7 separate regions of the Mus musculus genome follow, and all the other regions are linked to region 4. Evidence: chromatin contacts called from public promoter capture Hi-C data. All regions are on one chromosome and are shown on one strand. The core of a region is the stretch at or near the end of the contact, and the rest is flanking DNA. Distances in the headings are between cores, read along the strand shown.

What was found. Promoter capture Hi-C pulls out the DNA fragments that hold promoters and counts their contacts. Capture Hi-C pulls out chosen DNA fragments and counts their contacts.
Region 1: a contact with region 4 is called in a promoter capture Hi-C map of pre-B cells, with 5 times the contacts expected there. The contact joins the promoter of 3110004A20Rik here to the promoter of Gabra1 in region 4. A contact is called at or near these places in 2 of 39 promoter capture datasets (hippocampal neurons and pre-B cells).
Region 2: a contact with region 4 is called in a promoter capture Hi-C map of pancreatic islet. The contact joins the promoter of Slu7 here to the promoter of Gabra1 in region 4. A contact is called at or near these places in 5 of 39 promoter capture datasets (the C10 cell line, the SN4741 cell line, cranial neural crest and 2 more), 1 of 484 Hi-C or Micro-C datasets (cortical neurons), 1 of 115 datasets of contacts at active chromatin or transcription factors (forebrain) and 1 of 9 other capture datasets (pancreatic islet).
Region 3: a promoter capture Hi-C map of second pharyngeal arch cranial neural crest shows a contact between it and region 4, with 3 times the contacts expected there. The contact joins the enhancer-like site here to the promoter of Gabra1 in region 4. A contact is called at or near these places in 6 of 39 promoter capture datasets (the 3T3-L1 cell line, the C10 cell line, hippocampal neurons and 2 more).
Region 5: a promoter capture Hi-C map of cranial neural crest shows a contact between it and region 4. The contact joins the promoter of Hmmr here to the promoter of Gabra1 in region 4. A contact is called at or near these places in 2 of 39 promoter capture datasets (cranial neural crest and frontonasal cranial neural crest).
Region 6: a contact with region 4 is called in a promoter capture Hi-C map of second pharyngeal arch cranial neural crest, with 5 times the contacts expected there. The contact joins the enhancer-like site here to the promoter of Gabra1 in region 4. A contact is called at or near these places in 12 of 39 promoter capture datasets (the 3T3-L1 cell line, 3T3-L1-derived adipocytes, the C10 cell line and 7 more) and 1 of 9 other capture datasets (adipose tissue).
Region 7: a contact with region 4 is called in a promoter capture Hi-C map of cranial neural crest. The contact joins the promoter of Ccng1 here to the promoter of Gabra1 in region 4. A contact is called at or near these places in 11 of 39 promoter capture datasets (the 3T3-L1 cell line, 3T3-L1-derived adipocytes, the C10 cell line and 5 more), 2 of 484 Hi-C or Micro-C datasets (cortical neurons and myocytes) and 4 of 115 datasets of contacts at active chromatin or transcription factors (astrocytes, embryonic midbrain, forebrain and 1 more).

The regions. Positions count from the first base shown.
Region 1 is chr11:40,474,247-40,476,946 of GRCm38.p6, reverse strand. 3110004A20Rik (a long non-coding RNA gene) reads left to right here and starts at 1,263. Exons shown (of 2, transcript XR_001780126.1): 1 at 1,263-1,407; 2 at 1,983-2,229.
Region 2 is chr11:43,432,393-43,435,092 of GRCm38.p6, reverse strand. It overlaps Slu7 (SLU7 splicing factor homolog (S. cerevisiae)), which reads right to left and starts at 1,362. Exons shown (of 16, transcript NM_198936.1): 1 at 1,274-1,362.
Region 3 is chr11:41,056,644-41,059,343 of GRCm38.p6, reverse strand. No RefSeq gene overlaps it. Among named protein-coding and RNA genes, the nearest start is that of Ccng1, 300 kb to the right of the region's middle. Within about 2 kb of position 1,348, at least 6 of the 459 cell types and tissues checked have an H3K27ac peak or open chromatin away from gene starts, as enhancers often do. A contact at or near this core is called in second pharyngeal arch cranial neural crest, where this site is marked.
Region 4 is chr11:42,181,630-42,184,329 of GRCm38.p6, reverse strand. Gabra1 (gamma-aminobutyric acid (GABA) A receptor, subunit alpha 1) reads left to right here and starts at 1,400. Exons shown (of 10, transcript NM_010250.5): 1 at 1,400-2,164.
Region 5 is chr11:40,732,170-40,734,869 of GRCm38.p6, reverse strand. It overlaps Hmmr (hyaluronan mediated motility receptor (RHAMM)), which reads left to right and starts at 1,433. Exons shown (of 18, transcript NM_013552.2): 1 at 1,433-1,556. The coding sequence starts at 1,511. Nudcd2 (NudC domain containing 2) reads right to left here and starts at 1,209. Exons shown (of 4, transcript NM_026023.5): 1 at 716-1,209. The coding sequence starts at 904.
Region 6 is chr11:40,834,172-40,836,871 of GRCm38.p6, reverse strand. No RefSeq gene overlaps it. Among named protein-coding and RNA genes, the nearest start is that of Ccng1, 80 kb to the right of the region's middle. Within about 2 kb of position 1,296, at least 4 of the 459 cell types and tissues checked have an H3K27ac peak or open chromatin away from gene starts, as enhancers often do. A contact at or near this core is called in second pharyngeal arch cranial neural crest, where this site is marked.
Region 7 is chr11:40,753,970-40,756,669 of GRCm38.p6, reverse strand. Ccng1 (cyclin G1) reads left to right here and starts at 1,384. Exons shown (of 6, transcript NM_009831.2): 1 at 1,384-1,669; 2 at 2,602-2,700. The coding sequence starts at 2,602.

The DNA.
Region 1 (2,700 bases), core at 14-2,513, 1.7 Mb after region 4:
TTGCATAGTCTCTGATCTTTCAAGGTGATTCGAAGAGAAATACACAGTAGATAAATTTAGCGAGAACAAAGACTGAAGGTCTAAGAATGAAAAGAAAGGACTGTGTCAGACCATACTCTTCAGTGTCTGGATGAAGTCAGGACAACGGGGACCATGCCTATAGGTCAGGGGGTGTGGTGACATTGTACTTAGGACTGTTGAGGAGCACACCAGTAGGCTATCACAGACCAGAACATGGTGAGGAGACAGCATTTGAATACTTCCTGCGTTTCAAAAGTTATTTTCCAGCTACTAAGCTTAAAAATGCCTTTCCTTCGGGTTCTATATCCATTGTTTGGTTAACATAGGATTCAAATGTGTGTTGTCCCATCTGAGGAACAGATCTTAACCATGGTTACATATTCACCAGTGTCTCAGGCAATCTGTGTGTGTTCACTTACAACTTGCAGGTCTTCTCACTATTTTTGAGCCTCGTGACCATCAATAGTATACAGGAGAGATGGCTACTACCATTCCGATGGCCTTACAAATAATGATAGAGAGCGAGGAATGTGTCTTTACTCTTAGTCTTGTTATTTAGCTGGGCTTATGCTAGATGTGATTTGTGTGGTTTGCTCCAGTCCTCCTACTTCACTTGAAGTAAATATACTACTTTGGTGGCCTACAGTCCTTGATCAAGAAGGTATAATGATAGGTATTTTGTTATTTGACTTATACATTCTATCTGTGGCTCCTGGAATAAAAGAATAATAGAGACAATTAGTTCTGCTAAATGCATCTCGGAGCCATGTGTTAGCTTATCTATGGATTTTCTCCTTAGATGTTTAAATATTCCCCCTGCAATTTAGGTTTCATCAAACAAAGAAGATCTGATTTAAGATAATTCTCTCGGTAAGAAAGCAATTGCTACTGCAATCTGCCGTTCACCCAGATCCATTGATCCCAGGATAAACATTCATTTATCAGAGAATTCAAAATAAAACACAACACATGCTGTCATTTATAGCAAATTGATGTAGTAGGGCTCTATCTTTTTCCTAGAGGTTCCTCTCATTAAGCCCTGTCTCAACTACTTTGGTGAACATTACTGTAAAATATTAGTTTTGTATAATTTTTATGATTATTTTTAATTCAGACCATGAACCAGTTAACACGTTGGGAAAAGAAAATCAGCCTATTGCCTAGATTTCATTGTCATGTTTATTTAAAGATTATCTTTCAAAGCATTAACTGGGGCATTTAAAAATTGTCCCTTCTGTAAGCTGTTTCTCTCTTCAGAGTCATTCACCCTGAATTGTGTTAGCGTGTACTTGGGAAAGAATTCAAGCATCTAGTTGGTGACTTTGGCCTTCTGTGGTGACCTTCTGGTTGCGAGCGTATAATCATCTTCTGGAAGCTATAGTCCAGGTATGACGGGTTGTGGCCATGAAGGGATGCTTTCATTCAAATTGTTATTGGACTTTGCAATCTGCACATAGGCAGAAAGATGACCATGAGATGATAATTAAGTGCTTTCTTTATTATTTCAGAGGGAAAAAAATCATTATAATTCTGGTGGTTGCAAGGTCTCTGAATTGGAGATTCTTTCATTTTTAAAACGTAGATTGTTTTCTTCTTGAATAACGAGTGTCTTGTAGGACAAGAGGCTCTTGACTGAAGGTTGGCATTAAACTGCTTGCTACCTAACAGCAGTATAAGCAGATTGTACAATGGAGACCACTGTTTAATCACTGAAGTTCAAAACCAAGGTTTTTCTCTCTGTGAGGGTGTTTGGAGCCTCTAAAAATTGCAACAGATGGGTATCTCAAATTTAAATTCTTTTGATAATGATTAAGGACTTTTTTTTTTTTTGCTGAAAAATGATGAAAATAAAACTTTCTCTGAGAGCTTTTGAAGATCATAGGAGAAGATCTGTCAGGAAATTATAAATTTTTTGTGAGATTCATTTTCAAGCAAGTATTTCTTCTTTTTCTGTCCTGTAGGATCTGACTTTTCTGCATGTTCGCAAAAATCCTGACTTGTGTTCACCTGACACTCAGAGAAAAACTACAGCTGTGGGTTAGAGTTCGTGCCTCATTTCTTATACTTGGATCAAACGTAGATCAAACATTGTTTTTGACTCTCCAGTGGGGGAAATATTTGATTCCAATAATGTTCTAATTGTCTTTCCCGATTTAGTGATTGTATGGAATATGAACACTTCAAATAAATAAAACTATCTAACAACTCTTGGACAGTGGTGGCAATCAGATATCTCTCTCTTTGTTTTCTCTGGAATGAGATTATATAGAGTTCTACGGACAATTACTATGCAGATATTTTGATGATTCCATCAAAACTTCTTGCTCCTTTTCAGGGCTATTAAATTTTATTTATCATTGATATGTGTGTGTGTATGTGTGTGTTTACAGTGTGTATGTGGGAGCATAGGTGATGCCACTGCATGGATGTGGAGGGGGGGGGGAAGACAACTTTTAGGGTTGGTTCTTTCCTTCCAACATGGATTCTATAGATAGAAATCAAGTCATGAGGTTTGCATGGCAAGAGCTTTTATCTGCTACACTGTTTCTCTAGTCCCAGTGCTAGAGACATCGAAACATTTTTACTTCATAGCTCTCCTGAACACCTTTGTTTATGCTCACTGTGTTCATTAACCCAAAGTGCATTATGTCTTAACAAATTTGTTACTTTGGTAACATA
Region 2 (2,700 bases), core at 113-2,612, 1.3 Mb before region 4:
TGAACACCTCTCCTGTTCTCGACTTCTCTGCAGGCTCATCTATTTGCACACGTTTATTTAGAGGCTGATTCCTTACAGAGCAGCAAGAGCCTCACTCACCACTCTAAACAATACCAGTTGCCAAGATTCAGGAGGAACAGTATCCCACTACTGGGGTTCCATACTATCTCTCTGCCCTAGACTTTTCATTTGATCTTCAAATCTACACAACCAACTGTGTACATGACATCCACACCCAGAACACTAAGTATTTATCCACAGCATTCCTTAAACTCCATGACTTTCCTGTGAAATTGTGTCTGCCTCCATCTCCCGAGTTCTGGCTTTATAGGCATATGCCACCATAGAGGTCTGTGTATGGGGCAGGTGAGACGGTTCACCTACTGCTCCTGTAGACAACCCTAACTCAGTTCTCAGCATCTATGTCAGGTGGCTCACAACTGTCCCTAACTCCAGCTACAGGGATTCCAAGAAGACTACACACGTTCTTACAAGGGCAAACCCACCTACCTACTTATACACATAATTAAAATAAAATAGACTTAAAAATAAAAACAGAAGTGTTAGAAATCCGTGGTAGTATATACTAGAAGCACAGATTTAATCATCTTCATTTTAACAGTTACCATTTCTTTAATTTACCATGCAGACCGTCACCAAATCTTTACAACCACCCTATTTTATGGTGAGGAAACAAGTTTGGGGCGGGGGGGGGGGGGTTAACACCTTCAGATAACAAGACATTAGTGAGAGACGACAGATCGCAAACCCAAGCCTGACTTTAGTTGGTCTTTCAACCCCTGTTACAAACCACAGACACTGGAGTGCAGGCCTGTCACATTCAAGATTAAGAGGGACTGAAGTGTTTTGTCATTAGGTTCCACTGCTCTGCAGAGGGTCCGGCTCTCTCCGAGTTAGAACTTTAACAGCTCCCACTCACTGATGCAATACGGACATTCTAATTTGACCCTCACAAAATAAGATCATCTCCACCTAACGGAAAAAACTGAACCTCAAAGGAACTCTTTTGGGGACAGAGGGCTCAGCTTCGGTACGGGCTGCTCAGGATGTCCGGCTTACAGTGACCAGGGCTTTTCCTTGAGGAGTCAGCCTCGGTCCGGCTGAACGCGAGGGCGGCGCCTGCGTCCTGGGCCACAGTCTCCACCCGGGTCCGCCGTTCCACGACGGCTCATCACCGCGAGGACTCACTGCAGGGGATACCCGCTCCCCGAGGTCCCCAGTTCGTCTGCTCAATCTCAGAACCCCAACTTACCCAGTCGCGCCGCAGACCACTCAAAACCATCCGCCAGAAACGAAGCGACTCGGCAATGTTTACTTCCGGGTTCCCTGCCTTCTTCCGGCTGCGCAGAGATAACTTCCGGGAGATCGGCACATGCGCATTTGCAAGCGCTTGGCTCTTTTTTTTTTTTTTTTTTTTTTTTTTTTTTTTTTTTGACCCAGAAAGGCGAAGTGATGGCAGTGCAGCTTTCTTTCTGGAACAGCACAGAATCTTTTTTTTTTTTTTTTTTTTTTTTTTTTTTAAAGATTTATTTATGTATATGGATAATCTATAGCTGTACAGATGGTTGTGAGCCTTCATGTGGTTGTCGGGAATTGAATTTTTTTAGGACCCCTGCTCGCTCCGGTCAACCCCGCTCGCCCAGTCAGTCTCTGCTTGCTCCCACCCAAAGATATATAAGTACACTGTAGCTCTCTTCAGACACACCAGAAGAGGGCATCAGATTCCACTACAGATGGTTGTGAGCCACCATGTGGTTGCTGGGTTTTGAACTCAGGACCTTCAGAAGAACAGTCAGTGAGTGCTCTTACCTGTTGAGCCATCTTGCCAGCCTACAGCACAGAATCTTAGCAAAAATGATTATTGAAAATGCTGCAAAGGTCGGCGTAATGGCACACACCTTTAATCCTAGCAGAGATAGGCATATCTTTGAGGTCCTGGCCAGTGACATAGGAAGACCCTTTTTCAAACAAACAAACAAACAAACATCCCCATAAAAAACAAACTCCTGGAAAATAGGCGACTTTGGTGAATTTATTTTTCTTAAAAAAAAAAAAAAAAAAAGCCTTATGCCAGGCAGTGGTGTCACATGCCTTTAATCCTAGCACTTGGGAGGCAGAGGCAGGCAGATTTCTGAGTTCGAGGCCAGCCTGGTCTACAGAGTGAGTTCCAGGACAGCCAGGGCTACACAGAGAAACCCTGTCTCAGGAAAAAAAAAAAAAAAGCCTTATGTTTTTTGTGTGTGAGTTTGCACATCATTGGCGTTAGATCATCTGTGACTGGAAATGCAGATATATGTCTGTGAACCAGAATGAGTACCAAACCGGGGGCTTCTGCAAGAATGACCTGTATTGACTACTGAGCCATTGCTTGGCCATTTTTCTTTATGCTGTCTTGTGGTTATTTATACTTCCCCTACGTGAAGTGCTCTTCAGATATACAGGACTATAGCTAACGTCCCCACCACCTCAGTCAAACAGCCCAAAGTAGTAGACTTTTTAAAAAAGGAACTTGAAGTGGGTTAAGAATGTAAAAATAATTTTGATTTTTCAAGGCAGCTAAAGGCAGAGCAGAGTCCTGCGGACTCAGAGCGCAAGGCTTGAGAGAGGGACCAAGAAGGCAGGGATTATCTTTGGATGAACGCTTTCTGTAAAGCTAAATTAGGAGAGACTTGTATTAGC
Region 3 (2,700 bases), core at 99-2,598, 1.1 Mb after region 4:
AGTGTGGGAGGAAGACAAGTACAAATCAGAGCTTGTGAGGCAAATCTTGGCTTGTTATTTTGCTAATTTAATGTTCAGCATCTGGTCTACCTGCTGCTCTGCATGAGCCTTGGTAATCTGACACTGATCGTGGAACACTAATAGAAGAATAATGAGTCGACTTCAGATTGAAATTCCTTGCTGGCGAACTAGCAGCATTCAAGCTTATTAAAACCAGTCAACAATAACTAACCAAACTTTTGCTTTTGAACTATTTTAACAGATGGCTGTTATAGATTCATAAGCTCACAGACAGTGCTCATTTGCATTTTCTTGTCTTCATAGTAAATAATTGCCAAGGTTTGGGTCTTCACTTTCATTCCCTTTGTGATAACTCTCCAGATTGAAATTTCAGCCTAGATGTTTTCTACTTTCTGGAAGCAAGATCAGAAACAGTAATAATTAAATGTGTACTAGAGGCATATGCAGTTTCTAACACAGACCTTGGAGAAACAAGTTACCTTAGGAAGACTCTCCACTTCTTAACTGTAAAATACGAGATATTTTTTGTTTGCCAGAGTAAGCATCTGCTTATATAAGACATTTAAAAAAATCTGTGGCAAAGGTGTAACAGTTTTAATATCAGCAGAGCCTTTGTATCGCTGCAAGTAGATAACAATTATAACAAAAGCATACTTCTGAGTTAAGTACATTATATGACCAAGTTTGTTAATGTCTCGGCATAAGACAAATGCCACTCTAAATCTGGGAAGCTTTGCTGAGTGTTGTAATCTATTGTGCTACAATTCATCCACATAGAACTGACTCCAATTACTAGATATTTTCCTCTCCTTTTGTCTAGCATAATCTACTTCCAAAAATTCTTGAAATACTTTTTCTCTCAACAGTGCCTCCTTTAAGAGTAATAACTGCTGTATGAAAGATGGTGTCTTCATAGTTAATAAGAAACATAAAAAACCCTTATTATAGCCACATAGTTAATTTCTTATGATTTTCATTTTTTTCCAAAAATAAAAAAAATTTAAGTCTCAAATCTAAGACTAGTCCTTACCATTTGAAGAAATAACCAAACTAGATAACATATAAGCTAGCTTCATAATATAACAGATACTCAGTAATACTGTAACCAAAGCTCCCCAATAAAGTTCTCAAGAGAATCATAGATCCTGTGCTTATTAGGTTCGAAGCAAGAGAAAAATTACACTGTTGGGATCAACTATTTACATGAACTGACCCAATACTGATTTTAACGATGTGGCTTTTTTCTAGCCTGTGTTGACCTATTCTGCTCTGACTCCTAGCTTAGTCATCTGACCTATTCAGTCAGTGAAGAATCAGTCAGTGTGTTCGAGGAGAACACAAACTTGAGATACATGGTGAGTTTTGCTTAATGCCTTGCACAACTGAGCTGGGTTACTCCCAGACCCTTGTCCCAAATAAGGATGACTAAGCCACTCTGGAAACAAATTTTGATCAGTTCTGGATAAAGTTAAAGTCTTCAAGCTAAATCCATCCTAATTAAACTGTTATTTGCAAAATTGCAAACACATGTCCTAACAATTCTAGCTAACTACAGCCTGCATTGACATACTACAGCCTGCATTGACATGACCACTGTATCAGTCCATAGACATACTTAAAAAAATTGTCTATCTTTTAAATACTTTTTCATTTTATAGTTATTATAGTTGGCAATTAAGTAACGAAGAGAAAGATCCAAACCTCAAGATATTCAATTTTACAAATAAAATATCCTTTAAAATTTAGAGTAAACTCAAAAACAAGAAGCAAACTTTTATTTCAGTTTACCAAAGGAAGACTTACTTAAGCATTTTCTTATTTGTGTATTTTACTGTTTGAGTTTCCAATAGTCATGACTTGATAGCAAAGAAAATCCATCAATCTTATTATTTCTTATATTGGAAGCCAAAGGTTACTCTAAAGGAATTGTTCACCTCTAATTGACTTTGCCAGATTTTCTCAAAGACAGCATATTAGATTAGTCTTCTCGTCACATGAAATAAATCAATAATGATTAATTTTTCAGTATTTTAATGATCTCTTTATGTGGAATGGTTGGGAATCACATTTTGAGACGGGGCAAGATGTGATCTGAGACAATGGGAAGATGACATCATTGGCTTCCTTTCATAATGTATCAAATCCTTGTTTCTCCTTTTTATCATTAATCAACTAAATTACAAATATATATAGTGGCAACTAAGGGCAACCTAGTATCCTGCCCTGGATGAACATCCAGTCTCTCTTAAGTAAGTCATAAATTTGAAAGGAGGTAGGAGATACAGGAGGAATTAAAAGGAGAAGCAGAAAAGGTAGAAATTATGCAGCTACAGTATTCACATATCAAATTCTCAAAAAGAGAATTTTACATTGAAAATATGTTGTCTTAGTCAGGGTTTCTATTTCTGCACAAACATCATGACCAAGAAGCAAGTTGGGGAGGAAAGGGTTTATTCGGCTTACACTTCCACGTTGCTGTTCATCATCAAAGGAAGTCAGGACTGGAACTCAAGCAGGTCAGAAAGCAGGAGCTGATGCAGAAGCCATGGAGGGATATTCTTCACTGGCTTGCTTCCCCTGGCTTGCTCAGCCTGCTCTCTTATAGAACACAAGACTGACAGCCCAGAGATGGTCCTACCCACAAGGGGCCTTTCCCCCTTGATCACTATTTGAGAAAAT
Region 4 (2,700 bases), core at 151-2,650:
TGGTTTTTTGGTTTTTTGTTTTGTTTTGTTTTTTTATGGCATTGAAACTATGGAAAGTTAGCAGACTGGAGAGATGAGAAAGTGCTTTATAGTTGGTAACTTGGGGCTTCAGGACTTCAGTAAAGTTAGTCTTGCTTTACAAGCTGCCCAGTGAACAAGTAACTAATTGATAAATGGAGCTCTGCCACACAAGGGAATGGCAGTATTCGCTGGTATTTGAGAGTGCATCGACCCTTGTTGTGTGCTTTGCGGGCAATTATTACTGTTTAAAGAGAGATGCCTCGAGTCAGTCCTCAACCCCACCTTCCAAACGCTTATCTTGAAAATTCCTTGTCAGCAATTCACCCCCCAAAAGCCAGAGAACAAAGTCACATTATGAATGTGGTCCTTGACTGTGAAGGCCACGTCATTGCAACTGCATAGCTTAAGGTTTCATCTTATAAACTGATTTCCTTGCAGCATACGCCAAGAACAACTTGTAGAATGCTAAACACAGGAGTGTTTGGTGCTGGCTAATTAGTCCCCCCCCCCCCCCCCTTTAATGTTTTGGACAACACTCAGCCTCTATTTTAAATTTCTCCTCGGCCAGAAGTCCACTAGAAGAAAATGGTCAGCGGGTTTACCCAAATTCAGACTTCATCTACCAGAAATATGAATGGCATAAGGATGCCTCATATTTTTCAGCACCTCCTCCCCATGTGGTTTTAAAGTGCTGAAAAGCAGCTCTTGGAGGTGCTGGCCATTGTCTACTAGCACCCTGAGGAAGACAGCACCCATGACCTGAGCTAGAAGCCATTCACAAAAACCCAGCAAGGAACCACAGTCATTGCTCAGTCCCTGAAAATCCCTCAGGAACATGTCGAACACACACACACACACACACACACACACACAAACACACACACAAACACACACACACATCCTGCATGTATAGTTATCTGTGGGTGAAGAACTCTCAGGGAAGGTAAGAAAAGAGGACAGAGAAGAAAAAACAAAGTAGAAGCTTTCCCCCCACTGACTTCTAAAAATTCCCCCCCCCCCATTTTTCTGAACCGAAAACGATGGAGTTCAAGGCAAAGGCATGTTTCCGGAAATGGAGATGTGCCTCTCAAACCCAGAAATGATTTATGCGAAGTTAAATATTCCGTGTTCGAAAACCTTGCAAAATTCAGAGTTAAGGGAGTCTGTGCTTTTTCAGGACAACGCACGCAAAGGTTAAAAACCCGTTTGCGAAGCCTGTCTGGCTGTCCTCTATGCTGTAGATGAAAGGCGGGATGCAAAGCACTCGGAATCTGACAAAGTATGAAGGACTCTAAGCCCAGGGGCCGTTCCCTAGCAAACAGGGTTCTTCCTACTGTCCCTCACTCGTCCTGGTTCTGCAACAAGCAGGGATTTAGCCATATGTGTGGGAGTGTGCGAGGGAGAGCAAGTCGAGGACAGAGCGCTCTCCACACGTGTAAGCCTACATCTCCCTGCTTCCTAGCTTGCGTTCATTCATATGAATGCAGTGGTTAAATATTTGATCAGAGGTAGCAGAGTTACAAGGATCGGTTGTGCTTTAATGAGCACACCTTAGAAGAGTATGCTCATAAATATCAAGAGAGAAAAGATCCTAAGAGTGGCCCCCATCTCTAACCCTTTCTACCCTTCCCTTCCCCCATTTTTCAGTCCCCCTTCCCCCCCAAAATAGAGGAATGCTTGCAGCAGATTGAAGAAGGATTTGAGCCGGCAGCTACAGAGATGGGGATTAGGGCCAGAGTGCAAGTTAAATTGCGCTGCATATAAAAAATGGGCGGATTGGTGTCCAGATCCAGTGGCTGGTACCACCTTCCTTTCTAAAATAAAATCTCTCTGGCATGAAGTCACCGCCTATTTCACATCCGGTTTGCGCTGGGACGTATTACTACTGTCTTGGTACAGAGAAATCTTTTGTTGTATAGCTGCAGATTGGATATTGGGAAGCAAATTTGGGTATGAAATCTCCAGTGCAGGAGCACGCAGAGTCCATGATGCCTCAGACCGTGTGAGTGAGCGCGGCGCGAGGACGCCCTCCGCCCGGCGCGCCCGCGCTCGCAGACTCGCGCAGCTCCGACTCACCGCGATCCTCTCTCCCACACTTTTCTCCCGGGTCTGGAGCGATCCGGTGCCCAGAGGGGGCCCCGAGGTAAGTGAGACTTCGGACCACGATCGCCCAGTGCTTGCAACCTGCCTTTGTCCTAGCTGGAGAGGCAGAGATGTTCTAGCAGGGAAGCGAGCAGGAGCAGGACAGGAGCTGAAGCTGGGAGCAGGTAGAAACAAGGAATGTTTTCTTCTTTCAGGGTGAAAACTGCAGCCTTATAGGAGTAGATTTTTCTCTCTCGCTCTCTCTCTCTCTTCCTGCTCTCCTCTTTAAGGAAGATTAGAATGTACCCTGAGGGGTGGGTGGTGACATGTTGTTTTGATCTCTCTTTCTTCTTCTTTTTTTTCCTTTCTCTCTTTTTTCTTTTCTTTTCCTCTTCTTTTTTTCTGTCCAAGGGGAGCTGCGGTGAGTTGGGGAGTGGCTCTGGGGGTTGCCATCAGCTAAAGTTAAGAGGTTAGGACCAAAAACCTGTCACCCTGCTCCATTCTAGGGAAGACTGGCTCACCCTGCTTGAACACGTCTCTTCTCCCCTTTCCAGCCACCACAGCTGAAATGCCCTCTGGTGTAGGGGTCTCTCCCAT
Region 5 (2,700 bases), core at 184-2,683, 1.4 Mb after region 4:
CAATTAGCTGTTGACTAATTTTCCTTCTCCTGCCCAAGGTTACAAAACACAGTATCATGTCTCCGTTCACCACTACATTATACAGTCATCCTCCAACAGGCTATGCATCTAATCTAGGTGTAAAGTATAGCCTGATTGTTATGTGAGTCTTAATAAATTCTTAACCAAAAACGGGGAAATGTGACCAGATTAAAAATTTGGTGAAATTAGGTAACTTCACACACCTTTTCACTACGATGAAGATCAACATGCAAGAAACTTGTTATTTAGAAAACCAATCTGACATCTTGGAATCCTCATCCCATTACCCTAGCCTTGCTTGTAAGTGCCTGTATTAGCCTACACGTCATGAACAGAGTTCAGAATCCTTTTGTCTAGTCTCTGGGACTCCCATCGGTGCCCAGAAGACGCATATTCGTTCTTTTGACCTACTTAGCCTTCTGTCAGCAGGAACTCCGGAGGAAATAAAAGCACCCCAAACCTATTTTAGAAATAAAGTGGAGAACAAAATCTTTGAGTTCTACCCGCGCAAAATCTGCTCTGTGGGTGCAGTGCTCCGTGGAGACCCCTCGCCAGAACAATTTACCACTTCTTTCTACCAGCCAGGAACTAACCTTGCCACACCCAGCAGTCATCCCTCTGACACCGTGAATTTTAGGGCTCGGGGTGCGGGAAAGCCAGAAGAAGGAACTCGGGACAAGCCCTGGCTTGCTACCTTGAGGATCTCGCGGCCACCCACGGCCAGAGCCACGTGCCGACTCTGCAGGCCGCACTGGATGTCCTGCGCGCGAGTGCCGGGGGGCACCTGGACTTCAATGAACACCTCCTCCAGGGTCTGGTACCACTGTCCCCACGGAGTCCCGCAAGGAACCACCCCGCTGCGCTCCTCAAACGGGGCGGACATTCTGAAGACGCCACGCAGGCACACGGCTCCGGGAGAGCACTACACCGGCGGGACTAGGCTCTGGGCTTGCCCTCGGCGCCTTGGGGTCACTGCACATGCGCAAGAGTCCAAACTGGCGTGTCCGAGTGTGCAAAATTCTCCCTTTCAGAGCCCATTTAAGACACTCGTGAGCCCTGGTGAAATCGACCGAAGCCTAGAGATGTTGACATCCAAAGAACACTGACGCCGGAACAAAGGAGAAAAGTGCCTGCGATCTTTAAACCTGTGTGACGCCAAAATTCCGACGCGTCCACCGGCCTGTGAAGTGCGCTTGCGCGAACTGGGCTACCCAGTAAAACTGAGTAAAACCAGAAGTGATTGGATAGAGCTGTTTGCGGCGACGATCAGGAGCAGCCTCTTATTGGCTACTAGCTTAAACTTACAAACCTTCCGATTGGGCGGCGGTAGGAATCTAGTGCGCATGCTCTTTGGACCATGCAGGATTGGCCAGATAGGTTTAGGTTTTCTGATTGGCTGAGGGGGAAAGTTGAGGTAAATTTGAATTCAGGCGAGCTGACAGTTTGCTGGGGCGTTTGATTGCTGTCTCATCTGGACCCAGGCGTCAGAATGTCCTTTCCTAAGGCGCCCCTGAAGAGATTCAATGACCCTTCGGGTACGTACGGGTGGGGGAACAGGGTGGGAAGGGGATGTGCCCTCGTTTCCCAGTCATTCGAAAGCCAGGTTAGGGCTGGGGCGGTGTTTGTTTTTCTCCAAATTCACGCAGTAAACACCTGGTTAGCGCAGTGTGGGATGGTAGAGACGCGGCCCTACGTGAAATGAGGTCATCCCTGCACACAGCGAGTCTTCAAGCGTGAGATTCCAAAATATGCCATCAACACCATGGAGAAACCACAGCTGGTTGAAGGGGATTAGGAGTTGGCAGGCGCTACTTTTCTTTTTAAAAAGAAGTTACTCTCTTTAGAATTTTCTGCATTGACATTGCATTCAGATATAAAAGCATAAAGACTGAGAAATCTGTTCAGTAAAGACAGCTGCCCACGGATTCTTTTCCACTCGTGAAACAGTTCTTTGGAATTTCTTTTTTAATATTTTATTTTTTTAAGGTTGATTTATTAACATGAGTATACTGTAGCTGTCCTCACACACCAGAAGAGGGCCTCAGATCCCATAACAGATGGTTGTGAGCCACCATGTGGTTGCTGGGATTTGAACTCATGACCTTTGAAAGAGCAGTCAGTGCTCTTACCCACTGAGCCATCTCATGAAACAATTCTTAAGTAATGTTCAGCATTTTAACAATAGAATAGTGGAACTTGGTGTGTAGATGACAGAGTAAATTGAGTGTAGATGGTGATAGCATTTAAACAGTTAGAATAAAGTAATTTTTAATGTTTTCACCTGTAAGAAATAGACACTTCCAGACCTAGTGGCCTGAGCTACATAGACTGTCAGTAACTCACACCTACAACAAATTAATAGCATGTTGGAAGTAAATGAAAAATGAGACTGAAATCCACTCAATTTTATGAAACTAAATTGGCAGAAATGGAGTGGGAACCCAGACTTCCAAGGATATATGCTATGCTCTTAAGGGCTGTGGTTTATGCACAAGTAACTAGAGCCTTGGGTGTGAGGTGATAGATGCTAACTGTGCAGCTGTACTGTCGTAAGGTCTATATGTTATTCCTTTGAACAGCTAGACGAGAAAAGTACCAAAGTTGTACTCTTTACAAATGAGAACATTGAGAGAGTTTCTGACTATATTATGCAGCCAGCAAGTAAGTGATGGAGCGGAA
Region 6 (2,700 bases), core at 47-2,546, 1.3 Mb after region 4:
CACCTGACAAGGAGACAGAGAGTGGAATTTGGGTGCTTCCTAAACACAGTACACACTCTTAACTATTAAGATGTTCTGTCTATCCCCTCATTTGCTTTTCTTCTCAGATTTCTCAGTAGATTAACTGTCCCTCTAAACATTAGTGACCTTATATCAGCCACTATAGGAAATTCAGAGCATGTCAGTGATTTTTTTTTTCCTCTTGTGAACAAAATATCACATTCTTCAAAAAATCAAACTGGCCCTTAATTAATTATGTGCATTACTTTAAAAATCCAGAGCCTCTCTTCTTCACCTGGGGGGGGGGGGTGGGGGCTTCAAGTTGGTAGCACAGGCCCACTGATCTTCAACATTAAGTGCTGTGCAGTAGACAATGAGAGAGAAACCATTATCTGAGAACTTAAAATATTTTCTTTACCTTCCTATCTAATAAAATGATTCCTACAGAAGTTCTTTTATAGCTACCAGAGGTGCTATATGTATATATAGTATATATATATATTAGAGTATGTATGCATGCATGATAGATGTACAGTTGTATCCAGAAATCAAGATTTGATAATATATAATATATCTAATATATATTAGATACTCATCCAGAAAATACTAACTGCATTCCCCAGCCCCCAAAAGTTCTTTATGCTCTAATGTAAAAGGATTTGCATCTGTAGAAATAAAAATTGATTCGCTGAGTAATGCTGTGTACCAGATACTGCAATAAACACTTTAAGCATCACTATCCACTTGCCCTCCTGACAGTTTGTGTTAAAGGTTCTATTGCCAACTTCATTTCACAAATGAGAGAAGTAAGGATTAACTACCCAAGGTCACATAACGACCAAATCACAGAGATGAGACTTGAATTCATCATCCACTGACTTCAAATACTGGGCCACAAGTTTCCCCCAAAATGATCAGGTTCTGGTGAACTGAAAGAAGCACCCACCAGGCAGAGATCCAAGAGATAAAAATGTTCTTCCTTCAGCTGTGACACAACGGAACTGGGTAGTTTTGACCACGATATTTCCCTTCTTTGGATTTCCACTTCCTCTTCTATAAAGAGTGGTAATTGGACTACTAGATGAATAATAAAATTGCTTCCAACACTAATACATGACAGATTTAAGAGCGGCCACTTTGCACTAAAAAAAAGAAAAAAAAAAAGAGGAATCTATAGACAATGGGAGCCATCTGGATGTGGAAATGATGAATGGCAAAAGCTGTTGGAGGGGATAGTCTCAAATGAACATCCCTTGCCAGGGACCCACACACCACACTGCCTCTCCTGCAAATTGCCTGCAGCTGCACAGATCTAGAGGCCACTTAGAGTGCAGAACCCTTAACAAACTGTTCGAGGCATTTGGTCTCGGGTTTCCCTGGAAGATTATCTAGGTCTATCACATTAGATGTCTTGTAATTTTGCCAGCTTTGTTATGAGATGTAGAACGTGTTGTTTTGTTTGTCTGAACTCAATTATCACTTCACTCCAGCTAAGATGGGGAAATGTCTTTGCAGATTCTTTCTTGACTCCTTGATTGGGGAAGATTTTTCACATCAATCAAAATGTGAAAATCACCTAAAGACACCTGTAATGATCTAACTAGAGAAGGAAAATTGCACTAGTCTCACAACTTATATGCTTGTTCTCGCTTTTATAGCACTGTGCCTCCCATACTCTAGATCCCAGAGCATGATGTTCGTGTAAGCTTACAGCAGATCGTTAGGATCTTGTCTTGTAGTCTCCTGACTGCTATGTACTCTGACTCAGAAATCCTATCAAAGTCTTCGCACTCATTGAGGCCGCCTGTTCTTTTCTCTTTACCTCAGGTAAACCCAAGTATCTCCTAAATGATGATTCCCTGCAAAGTGATGCTGATGAACTTGAAAGGGATTTTTATCTCCACAGAAAGACCACAGAAAAACCTAATACAGACCTAATCTAATATACCTACCCTTTACCTACCCTTGCTCTTAAAAACTTGTAGACTATTTTACTACTGGAATTGTTCAAGGTTGTATTTTTTACCTAGACATCCTGGTTCCTTCCATGTTTGGCCACCTCACTGGATCCTTCATTTCTTTTTTTTTTTAAGATTTATTTATTATTATACATAAGTACACTGTAGATGTCTTCATGCGCACCAGAAGAGGGCATCAGATCTCATTACAGGTGGTTATAAGCCACCATGTGGTTATGGGATTTGAACTCAGGACCTTAGGAAGAACAGTCAGTGCTCTTACCCACTGAGCTATCTCACCAGCCCAAGGAGTCTTCATTTCTTGAGACAACTAAAAAGCTATATACCACTAATGTCCTTAATTTTTAAAAGAAAAAAAAATGGTTGTTACTTTTACTCTCTCCTTCCAGTCATGATCAGATTCAATTGCTCATTCTCAAAGAAACTGGTGTGCTAACAGAGAAAGCTGCTTGTAGTTGCACTGGTTTCTGCCCAATATTGGCACAACTATGTGACTTGAGTTGAAGTGGAGGTCCAAACTGCCTTTTGCCTCTACAGAATTTTGTTCATGAAGAAAACTATTCTGATAGTGACTCTGTGCATAGGTCAAGAAGCCTTTCTGCTAAACATGCCACTTCTCTTCTTTCTCCAATTTTGTGTTTTTGCTACAAAGTCTTCCTCTTTTGCTACTCTACATTTTCAAAGAAAAAAAGTCTCCCAATATCTCTATCTCAGCAGCCAC
Region 7 (2,700 bases), core at 135-2,634, 1.4 Mb after region 4:
ATGAACTTATGGGGGCTATTTTTATTCACACCACCACAGAGCACTTATAAATTACTGGTTTTGTAGATTTACAGAACCAGGGATCCAAATGAATACTGTTCCTTGGTCAACTCACAGCTAACTGCCTGAAATGCCAGATCCAACATCTCTGGTCTCTGAGGGTAGCCACATTCCTGTGCCATACATTCCCCACTTCACCAACACCCCCAGATATAATTTTAAAATCTAAAACTTTTTTTTTAATTAAAGAGAAAAGGCCAGGCATGATGGTGCATGTTTTTAATCCCAGCACTAGGAGAGTCAGAGGCAGGTGGATCTCTAAGTTCAAGACCAGCCTAGTTTACATAGCTAAGGAGTTCCAGGACAGCTTGGACTACATAAAGACCCTGTCTCAAATAAAACATCACTTGTATCTAGTTAATGACCGTTATGGACGGCCAGCCGGCTTGGCTCTTTCTTATTTTCATGAGATGTACTGGAATGGACAAAATCCTGAACACCACCGTCACCACCCCAACTCCTCACCCTCACCCCCACTGCAGCCATGCGAGCTGAGAACCTACTCTCTGTGCATTGCTCCTGAGGACATGCCCTTCCCCGCTACCCCCGAAAGGAGTCCAGCAAGAGTTCAGGATAATTATTTTTCCGTTAACCTGGTAGAGAAGAGGCTTATAGAGATTAATTTTGTAAGAATAATGTTCCTTCACACCCTATTCTGAAGCCTGAGATTCGGCTCACTGCAGATGGGGTTTTCCAGGCACTGTTCTTTGCTGTTTTCTGCCAGACATATGGCATTTTAAGTCACTGATGATAGTATGAGGGTGCTACAAGAACAAATTCAGAAAATTAGCAGAGGACCAAGAAACTACATACTCTGACATCATTGTAACATCTGAGAAGTTTTGCAAGAAACAAAATAAGATAACGATGAACTGATTCCTAAAACTCAGAGAGAACACTCTAGAGAAGCCTATAGAGAACACTATAGAGAAGCCTACCATCTCATTATCTGTAAAGAGAACGAAAGCATTTTTTTTTTTTAACTTGCCATTGTGTTTTTAGAAAGAGGGGACTGAGCTGCAGTGAACAACAACAAAAGGAAAAAAGCAAAAACCAAAACAATGCAAAACAAAAACCCTCACAGTACATTCTGGTCCGCTACCCAGACCAATCTGGCTAATAGAGGCCAGACCTGCCCGGGCAAGCCTTGGCACTGAACACTCAGTTCCGCAGCTTAAGGAAGGACAGTTCGGAAATGCTCCAATGAGAGAGGCTGCGAGAGTCGGGCGTGGCTCGAAAGGGGAGGAGAATTGAAGTCTGGACAACGGGAAGTGTGCGCTGATTGGCCGAGCTTCCTCAGAGACCATCCATCAAAAGAACCACACCAATCAGCGACGTAGATGCGTCCCAGCTAGAGAGCCAGGTCTCCAGCTTGTTCCCCCACTGCCCGGCGCAGTCCTTCGCTGCGCGCTGACCCCGAGGAAGGCAGTACTTGGTCAGGGCGCTGAGGGACCCTCCACCGGGACGCCGGCCCCTCCCCGGGCCTCTGCTCACTTGACCCCCACTCCCTAGTCCGTCCCCTTAGTAGGCCTGTCGGATCGGGGACGTGGGGCGAGCTGAGAGCAGGCCCGGGGTGGGTGGTCACCGTGGTGAAGACGTGGCTGTCAAGGTGAGAGGGGACTATGGGGTGGATCTCAGAACCCTGCACTCCGGAACGCAAGCCCGGGCTAGTCTGCGCCTAGAGAGAGGCGCAGCGGGAGCGGTATTCCTATGTCATGCCTCCCAGTCCCAACCTGCACCCCTGAACTGAGTTAGTGGTTCCTCACCAAGACGACCTTCCTGTCACATCTTTAAACTGCCCAGGGAAGAATCGTCCTCTGTATCCAGGGCTTAGGTTGTGCCCAGGACTCAGAGGAAGTGTAATGCATACTTCCACCAATGCAACTCCCCAGCTTCACCTAACTTTTTCTTTTGGTTTTTAAATGGCGTTAGACTATTCGGAGCACTGAGTGCTAAGCACCGTGCCACACTGAGTCATATCGTGTGTTATTCACAGCCACTCCAAGAAACAGATGTTGTCACCCTCATTTCACAGGTGTAAAAATAAGCTCATTACCTGGAAATAAATGGGCACCTGTGTGCTAAGCGGTTTGTGTGACTCCTTTTAAGCTACCCAATCTATGAGCTATGAGATTGTAGGTAATAATCGTATTTCTACTTCATAGGTAAGGAACTAAGGTTCACGTTGTTAACATATATGGCAGAGTATGTACTATCATTTGACTTTTAGTTTGGGTGTATCATGTGGGGCAGTATCTATTTGTGGCATGTACTGACAATGAAGAAGTCTTTGCTTAAGTAGAGAAAAAAAATTTTTAAGCCATAGTTTATGTCCTATACAAACTCACAATTTAGGAATGTGACCTACTGGGAGAAGGTAAAAATACTTACAGACCTTGGCTTTGCAGTGTCTTCGTCTTAGACGTAATGGAAATGGGGTGGGGGGTGGAGGGGGCATGCACTATAAAGCACTTTTTGCCACAATGCAGAGATAGCCAGGCAGGGTTCTTATGCTCTTTTCTGGGTTTGTTCTATTTATAGATGATAGAAGTACTGACAACTGACTCTCAGAAACTGCTACACCAGCTGAACACCCTGTTGGAACAGGAGTCTAGATGTCAGCCAAAGGTCTGCGGCTTG